Linked DNA regions of Athene noctua: region 2 is linked to region 1. Evidence: chromatin contacts called from public Hi-C data. All regions are on one chromosome and are shown on one strand. The core of a region is the stretch at or near the end of the contact, and the rest is flanking DNA. Distances in the headings are between cores, read along the strand shown.

Region 1 (4,806 bases), core at 962-3,461:
ACATCCTTAGCTTCATGCAAGAGGTTAAGAATTTCCCACTTACAATATCATACAAGAAATTGACTCTAAGCAGCTTCCTGTGTATGCTATCAATTATTTCACTTCAAATAGCCCCATTATGCCAACATTTTGTACTTTTTTTAAAAAAAGAATCTTTCATTCTTCAAATGCTGCATTTCTCCAAACTGACCAAGCCAAAAAAGCCCAAAACTAAACAGTTTCATGGCTTTGAATGCTGACTTTATTTAAAGTTAAAACATGTTTTAACGTTTCAACTCCAACAGTTAACATCTCTGCTCCTACATATGAAGGGTGACTGAGAAGAGGGAGAGGAAGATGACAAAAAAAAATCATTGGACTAAAATGTTAAAAAACTTAAATCCCCAAAACATCTACTCAAAATGTCTTTTCCTTGCTTCCAAGTTGCATGAAGTACATGCAGGAAAAGCATAGGAAAATACACCAACTTTGATCACAAATAAACGTACACTGCAAGCATTTTCAAAAAACCACTACTCATTTTAAAGGCAGCACAACATTACTGAAACTACAACTCATTTCTCTGATTTCTCTCCTGCAGTACTGGTTGCATGATGTTTGCAAGTGATGGACAGTGGCAATGGTCCTGACACAATCTGTATCACAACATTCCACAAAGTCTCACAGCACATAAGCTGCTACAGCAAGCAAATTGATTTATTGCTGTTCACTAAAATAGAGAAGGATTTCTTTGCCAGATGTTTCAAAAATCTGCAGCCACTTGAATTTTATACGAACGCCAACCCTCCTTTCTGTTCCCCTTCCATGTTCAAATGAACAGGGTTACATAAAATGCTTTTGCTACTGTCAGGGTAGGAAAGGACGCTACTTTTGATTAAAACTTGGCATTTTGACTGGTTTACTTCAGGTAATAGAGTAGTGAGTACTGTGGTACCCCACAGGAGGTGTGTAGCCCCTTCTCAACATGTTTCAAATGTCCTTTAGTTGTCTCTGCTGGCACAAAAAAAGGAAGTTACTCCGTTTCCAGGGAAGTGTCTGTGCATACTCGCTATATAACACATATCCAGAAGGTTTGATGAAAAATCAAGCTTGTACCATTAGGAACCAGAGTCTAACATCCAGTATCAGAATGAGCTGCTACAACAGCCACCCCTGAAATCTTCCCTATTGACATCTACAAGCAATACCAGATTATTTTTTTTTTCCATTTACCTAAGAAAGTCAGCCTATTCCTGAGTAAGTTTAGGGTCATCTGTTGTCTTCCTCATCTGTCAGTTTATCTGTAAACCAGAAGTGATGGGCTGACCCTTGCCGGTTTCTTAAACTACAAGCACTGCACAGGAGCTAGGAGTTAGTTGTTTTAAGTTTAGCTGCAAAGGGGAAAAATTTTATAAGCAACTCCAGCGTTTTAGTGCCTTCAGTGTAACATCACGCACTGGAATATTTCATAACTGTGCTGTACTCTTTTACCCTCTGACAAGCCACAGACAGGTTCTGCTATAACAGACATTTCCTGTGATGAACCTCCAGTTGTTAAGATCAACGTCAACAAACCTTTCTCCCTACCTGCTTTCAGCCTTGCCTAAACAACCCGAGAAACCCTGAAGAGGTTTCAGACCTCCAGAGGTCACTGCTACCTTTTTCACAGCCAGCGAAAATGAGCAGGTGAGCGGGTCAGAGACTCCCAGCTGTATTTACAGCAGATTAAGCCCTCCCTCCTCTCCTGCACCGGGCGGGGCTCACGCTGGCCCCTGCTCACACCCCAAAACAGGCTCGGACGCCCCAAGTCGGACGCGTCTGCTACAGTCCGAGCACACCCGCTCCCCGGCTCCCACGCCCGGGCCAACACCACCCGTCGGCCGAGCCCGCCGCCAGCACAGGCCCCACCGGCGGGGCAGGCCCCGGTGCCCAAGCGACGCCTCCCCGGCCCGGCCCGCCGCGCTGCCCTACCCGGGATGGCCAGGTTGGAGAGCGGGTAGGAGCGCAGCGCCGCCGGCAGCGAGCCCATCCAGTCCGCGTTGCTCTCCGCCATGGCTCCCGCGGCCCAACGCCGCCGCCGCCGGCCGCCCTCCCTCCCGGCCGGCGGCCTCATCCCCGGTCTAGGGAGCCGAGCCGGGCCGGGCCGGGCCCGGCTGGGTCGGGGTTGGGGCCTGGGCCGGACCGGGGACGGGGAGCGGGACCGGCTGGGTCAGGGCCGGCAGCGGCCGCCCGGCCCCCCCTTATGTAACAGGTGCGGCCCTGCCGGGCGCGGTGCCGTCACAGCGGAACGGCGGCCAGCCATTGGCTGTTCGCCGGTCACCCCGCCCCTCGCCCCGCCCCGGCGGCTCGGCCCGCGCGGGGGGGCTGTGGCGGGAAGGGGTGCCCGCCGTGCCGCAGCGGCGGGAGGAGCCGTCGCCGTGGCTGGGTTTCGCTCTGCGCACTCCCTGACCCGTGGAACCGCTACCGCGTGTGTCGGCTCAGGGGAGGGGGGCGCGGCCTGGCGCTGGAGAAGCGTCAGCCGAGGGCCTGCGCGTCCTCTGGCCTCCTACGGCCCCCTCCGCCGCGGCTGGCGGCACTGGCCGCTTCCCCATGGCCGCGCCTGGAGACCGCGGTGGGCCTGGGTTCTGGAGCCGCTCGACAGCACCAGAGCAGCTACCCCAGCGTAGAGGGCCGACGCCGCGGCCCTAACATGTCGAGTGGTCAGTGCGTGGATGGGCTGGAGCAGTGTCCGCGCTGCGCCCGGCCAGCCGGCGCCACCGCGGAAGACCGAAGGATCCCGTCTCCTCCGCGCCACCTGCTCTTCAGCAGCTCCCTTTCCCCGACAGCCCCACACACGCGTGCACCCCGCCTCACGCTCATCTAGCTGCCACGTAAAGCGTTTCGTCCGAAACAATTTCTGGATTTGCTGCAGTATATGAAACGGATCCTCTTTTTTTTCTCCGTGGTGTTATTACATATCTTTGAAGGATAATGCTTCGTGTGAGCAGGTTCTCTTCTTAACCGCTGCTTACAAATATTATGTGCAAACATACTCTTTCCCTACTCTTCACACAGGATATAGAGACGTCTAGGTATACAACACAGAAGTCTACTTCATCGTATGGCAGTGGAAAAAGATAACGCTGCTCTGAAAGATAACTTTTCACTGTCAAATGACTAAAGGCTGAACATTAAATAGTAAGTGTGTACATTTCATGAGTCGCCTGTTTTGCCTGTAAGGAAACGTGTTAAAGAGAATTCAAAAATAAATACTATTTAAATAAAAAGTATTTATCATTTGACCTATTAAAGTTTGCACATTAGTCATAGAATGTTTTAATTAATACACAGTAAAACTACTAACTGAACTATAAGTATAAAAATGTATCTGTAAATACATATATGTTAAATACGTATTTTCACCAAATACAACCAGAACCTTTCTCCTTCCATAAACTTGCATTTTCCTTTTCAAGGAAGGGAACAAACACGTTTTGCTTTTAGAGCTGTGATATTGAACAATCTTAAAAATAGTGCAATTTCAATAAGAGGTTTTCACAAAGCATTCGTGACCCTGGGCTCCTAGCTCTCCAGGACAAATTTAGGTTTGATAGGCATTCAGCTGCCCTGCAGCCCTGCTCCTCCTCCCCATTAAGACCATCTAGTATGCTTGCTTCTGATGTAGGAGAGAGCAGGCCACACTATGCAAACCCACGGGCATGGGATCATAAACATTTTCTCCTGCAATAAAATTTCTATCTTGAAGCAAAAGAAGGGTTATTCTTTGGGAACTCCAGCATTTTCTCTTAGTTACACTAAGTAGTGTATATTCCTGCAAATTTATCTTCTTTAAATCACTATTTCACGTTGCTTCACTCTCTCTCTCGTTCCCACCATCACAGCTGGGGAATGCCCAGCATGTGAAATCCTTAGATATGGTTGGCAACCAAGGCTGGTTTAGTGTAGCATACGGGTAGCCATTTCACCAAGGCTGGTACATTCTCGAGGACATCTCTGTGTCTTTGGGGCAGTATTTCACTGTGGCTGGTGTAACTGTAAACACTGAAGCTGTAGTCTAGAGCCAAAACTATTAGGGCTGAGCGCCAACACGGTACTCTTAGTGACCTTGTGTAGTGCTAGGGCCTGAATAATAGGCACTGGAAACAAAGTTGACCTCTAGATGAACCTCACAACCAAACGTTATCCATTATTAGTATCTGCTAATTAGTAAAATCTGTATTACCATTAGCATTTATTAATTAGTATCTGATCATTAACAAAATACGTATGCTCACTAGCATGAAGGATGTAGCTTAGACAGAATATAACCAGTAGTGAGGATGAAATGTTGTGAGAATGTGTATCCTACTTCCCTTGTTTAGCCTTGTTCAAGGCTGAGAACCCAAGTGTTTGGCCTTGCTAGAAACTCCCTTGGTTCTCTCACCCGAGCCCTGGCCAGGCTTTGGGTGGAATCCAACAGGAGAATGAAACCAGATGTTTCTGCTCAAAACAAAGGTGCAAGTTATTCTGGCTTGCTGATTTTTGGTATGTAAGGCTGGACCTGTTCACAGCAACTCTGGATGCCTCACCTATGGGTGGACGCACTGTGCAGGATTTCCCACTGCCGGGACAGGCTCTGCAAATCCTCACTGTAACCGGGGCTCCCCAGCGACTGCAGAGCTGTTACCATACGTTGGTAACATATGCAAGTGGTGATGGATCTTTCTTAATTACTATTCTCCCCATCGTGTAGCAATGATTAGGTGCATTACCTTGCTTATTCTTATTTTCTTTAATTAACTGTATATAGTAATAATTAAGTGTACTATTCTGTATTCTTCTTATTGC
Region 2 (4,806 bases), core at 1,106-3,605, 150 kb before region 1:
TTTGATACTCTCATTTCTTAGATTAGAAGAAGACTGGTCCTTCAACACTGTGAATCAATAGTGGGGTAGAAAAACTATGCAACCCCAAACACATCAGGGCTTCCTAGTGGTAAAGTAACTGGATAAATACTGCAAAACCAGGCCATGACAGTATTACACCACTTCACTGTTCTGCAGCTTTGAGTTTGTTTTTTTCACTATCAGAGAGATTACAGTCAAGGGGTTTAGGGGGCTTTGTTTGTTTTTAAACTTGCATGTGCATGAGTAAATGTGGCTGCATATCAGATGCAGGATGCAGCCATTATTCAACGCTTTCCTACAATCTAATAGAAATTATACCCTTTGAACCATAGATTAAAACCAATAAATCTTTCCTGAAACAAAGGGACAGTTCTTCATCCTACTGATGCATCAATTATTATAAAGTGTAATAAATGCCAACAGTAAAGGTGTATTTATTCATTCATGCTGTGGCTTTTGGTCTCTGTGTGTTTCTATCAGTAATCCAGTCCGTTCTTCACCTGCCAGTAACAAAGGAAATACTCCTAATTCTTTTCCTATCAAGTTTATCACTTCTTGATGTATTTTTCTCCCCCTTGGTGGCCTTGATGACCTTCGCTTAAGTCACTGGTTTTCCATCCTGCAGCACTCTAGGGGTGCCCTCTTAACTCTTTTGACAATTGGGCAGGCTTTAAACTGCAGCTACAAGACACAATCGCTGCCTAAGCTAGTCCACAAATAATATTCCACATTTAACAAGTTACTGCAGGTGCACCAGCAGCACTCTTAACCTTAGTAGCACAAAACCCTAAAGCAACCACCCCAGCCAATCCAAAAGCACAGTTCTCTGAATTAGTGCTCTCAGACTTTCCTTTAGACAGACAAAAACATCAATAACTGAACAGCTACCCAGTAATTTCTCCTCCTGTTTTCAGTGACAGATCTTGGCAAGAGCAGGGAAGCACTTCTGAAGGGTGCAAGGTGGTACTAGTATCTATAAAAGCAAGCTACAGACACAGGAGCTACCTCCAGGAAGACCACAGGCCCCCTCCCTGATGCTATGGAACTCTCTGCATATCAGAACCACTGTGCAATTTTAGTTGTGTGATGAACAACAGAAACTGTGACTGAGCCCAGCACTGTCAAAGCCAAAGAAATCCTCCCAACAACCTTGGAAATGCTCCAGCACTGTGACCTACCCACTGACAGCAGCAGCAGAGGATTAATGCAGCTGTGGGAGAGAACGGCCTCAACATTGTCCACACCTCGTTTCCTGCAGTCGCCTATGCTACAGGAGGAAGGCGGCCACCAGTAGGACCTGTTGCTTAGCCCACTCTCAGGGCACCCAACGGCACACTCAGTAACCAGCTATTCTGATCAGGCTATCACTCTTAACACACAGAAAGACAGAAAAACCACCAACAAAACCCCCCACTGTATTCATGTTCTTACGCAGATACAAAACGTGCAGCCTTACTAGCAAGTAAGCTTTACTCTCTTCTACACCAAGCAACCTCAGTTGAGGTTCATTACCTCAACAAGACCAGTCAAGATCTGTCAAATTTAAGGCAATGAATAAATTCAAGTCAGACAAGCATCGAGTCCGGAACAGCAAGATGGGGCACTACGTGTTTGGGCAGAGGATCACTGCTGAGCACTCAAAAGTGGATGCCCAGCCCAAGCTTTTCAAGCGGCCGGTGGAGGCTCACGCGTAGGCACGCTTCACACCCCGGGAAGCGAAGCGGCCCGTTCCTCCTTTTCTCAGCTCCTCGGAAAACAGCAACAGGAGCTCACACTGAAGTAAACACGCGTGGATAAGCAGCTGCTCCGCAGACACGCTCAAGTTGGGGCTGTACCGGCCCCCCCTCTGCACCCACACAGACTCGTCCCCCCGCAGGCTCGGCACGGGAGGAAAAGCCTGACACAAACCGCGTCCTCCGGAGCGGAGCGGAGCGGCGGTAACACCCCCACCCCGGGTAGGCGCCCTAGCCCTTCCCGGTGGGGGCAGCGCTGAAGCGGCGGGAGGGTGTCACCTCCAGCTGCCCGCCCCGCGCTCTGCCGACAGAAAACACCCGCCGGCCGTTACACCCGCCACGGACACTATATCGTCTCCCCTCCGGCGGACGGACGGACTGACACCCCCTTCTCCCCGGGCTCCCAAGCCGGCGGCGGGAGGAGCGGCGCCGGAGTGCCACCAGGAGTGCCCCGGGGCCCATCCCTTACCCGGGAGCCCCAGGGCCGCCATCAGCGGCGACAGCAACACCCCCGTGGCCGCGGCGCGATGGCGCCCGCCGCCGCCGCCCCGCACCAGCCCCCGCAGGGTGCCCGCCGCCGCCATGGCCCCGCCGCGCGCCGCACGCGCGCCAACGGTGGGGCGGGGGCCGCGCGCATGCGCCGCACGACCTCCCGCCCGCGCGGGCGGGGCGGGGGCGCGCATGCGCACTAGCGGGTGCCAGCGGCTGCCGGGCGTGGGGCGGGTGTGGGTCTGAGGGGTTAGTTGTGAAGGAGAAAACAAAATTTTGCCCATAAAGACACTTAACGAGCACCCCTCGGTGCGTTCTGGAAGGAGGACCCTCCTTGAGGGGCTCTCTCTACAAGACAAGGCCGTAAGACCCTGGCTGGAAAGTTCCGTCCTTGAAGTTGCCTGTATACATAGAGACATTTTATAACGTACATATATCAAATGCAATGCACATAGTTGACTGGTCCTTACAGCCAGACAGAAGGGACACTTAAAAACCTGCCGCCCCTCCCCTGATCACCTCTGTTATCCGGAACAAGAGGCCTTGTTCAGAGTTGCTTACATTCTGTGTGCTTGCTATCCATGAGAAACAATGGGAAACTATAGGCTGCACAACTGTTTATCATCGCACATTGTAGGCCACACAAATGTTTCTCACCGCACCCAAGGACACATACTAAATATTACTGTCCATACAGATGTTTCTCAGCAAATCCAAGGGCGGGTTGGACGCATCAGCTAGGTCAGCCTGTTCTTCAAACCACTAACAATAATTCGTAAGAAACTTCTAATCAGGAGCTACCGTTCTTGAAAAAAAAAGAAACATCCTGGAACATGGAAGCTTGTTAAAATTGTTTAATGTACATCAGCTTAATTAAGAGATTAGAGTGCTTCACCCTCACCCTTTGAGGCTGCACAGAAAATTAAAAACCCACCGTAACCTTAAATTGGAGGAAGAGTGTTACTAACCAATGATGGATTGAAGGGCTAAGGCTTGGACAACAGGCCCAAGCCAGAGTTGACCTACAGATGAATCCTGTATATTTTATAACTGATAACCATAGTGCTAACAGGTATTTTACTAAGTTATTACAAACCACCTATTCTGATGTAAATGTGGAGGTATTGAAGCCTGAGCAACAGGCCATGAGACAAAGCTGCTAACTCAGTATGTGATCATTAGTGAAATATGTATGGAAGATGTAGCTATCTTAAATTTATCTTTTCCGTCCTTTTTGTGTGGATAACAGAGTCATGGAGACAGTTGTCTGTCACTGAGGCCTAATCTGAGACTTTGCACATAATCCAATTAGAGAAGCAGAGGAACTCCCTTAGCTTCCCCCTTGAGCCTTGGCCAGCCTCTGAGGGAATCTAATGTGAGATTGAAACCAGATATTTTCACTTAAAACAAAGGTGCCAGCTATTCTGGTTTGAGTATATTAGGCTGGACCCTCTTGCGGTGACTTTGGATGCCTCACCTACAGATGGATGCATCACATGGGACTTTGCACTTGCCGGGACAGGCTCTTCAAATCCTTGCTGGAACTGGGGCTCCCTGGTGTCTGCCGATCTGGATGATGGAAACATATGCAAGTGGTGATGGATCTTTCTTAATCACTAGTCCCTATCTCAAGTAGTAATGATTTGATGCATTACCCTGTATTTTCCTATTTGTTTAAGTGCACTTAAACACTGTATTATTGTTATATTATTTAGTTACTTCTAGTAAAATACACCTGCTCTTTTCACTCTGGTGTCTGAGTTTAATTGGTATCCCTAATCAGAAAAACTATTTATTAGAGACAATAAATAATTAACCAATAATCATTATAGTAGATAAGTAATCATGTAGTTTGAAGCGTATAAATACTCTAAAGTTATTTTGTGCAGAGTTTTGAATTGTGGATGCTTTCCACCTAGCACCCTGCACAGAATAAAGCCGTACTGCCTCTCTGAACTAATCTTGGGAGAGTATTTCAGGTAACATCTTCATTGGCATCAGGGCTCAGCCTTTTCCTGGCCTGCAAGGCATCTGAACCAACCCATACCTCCTTACCCATCTCAGCCTCATTTTTATGGGCATAGCAGCCAAAACAAGGTCTTTAAGCGCCCGTACCTTTTACACCCAGGCTACGGCAGTCATCCAGAAAGGAAGAAAACAAGGCTAGGGAAAGTCAGTGCCTGCAAAGGTAAGGCTGTTTTCCCAGGCAAGTGCTAGACCATCCTGTCAGCAGCTGTCGGTCAAGGGACACAGCAGCTGAGGTTTTTGAGACACAGCCTATGTGGGTTAGCAAGTGCCCAAGATCCTTCAGGGTAGGTGGGTACTTGACTCCCACAGGGTTAATTGTGGAGGGCTTGCAGGCTGATCATAAAAGATAGTGCCTACCACCATGCTTTGCTTGCCTTGTCTTGATGTCCACCACTACAAAACGCACCACACTCTGTGGTGATGATAGCAAACTTAGTAAAAAAAAAAAAATCATAAAACCACATGGCTTATACAATGAGCTAATGCTTCCTGCAATTAAAGTCATGCCTAAGTCAAATATAAAATGAGAAAGTTA

Evidence for each region. A called contact is a pair of places that touch in the nucleus more often than the background predicts.
Region 2: a Hi-C map of liver shows a contact between it and region 1, with 2.4 times the contacts expected there. The contact joins the promoter of ABHD10 here to the promoter of PLCXD2 in region 1. A contact is called at or near these places in 2 of 2 Hi-C or Micro-C datasets (heart and liver).

What each region holds. Positions count from the first base shown.
Region 1 is chr1:144,000,495-144,005,300 of bAthNoc1.hap1.1, reverse strand. It overlaps PLCXD2 (phosphatidylinositol specific phospholipase C X domain containing 2), which reads right to left and starts at 2,211. Exons shown (of 4, transcript XM_074898925.1): 1 at 1,951-2,211. The coding sequence starts at 2,092.
Region 2 is chr1:144,150,475-144,155,280 of bAthNoc1.hap1.1, reverse strand. It overlaps ABHD10 (abhydrolase domain containing 10, depalmitoylase), which reads right to left and starts at 2,355. Exons shown (of 5, transcript XM_074928426.1): 1 at 2,224-2,355. The coding sequence starts at 2,338.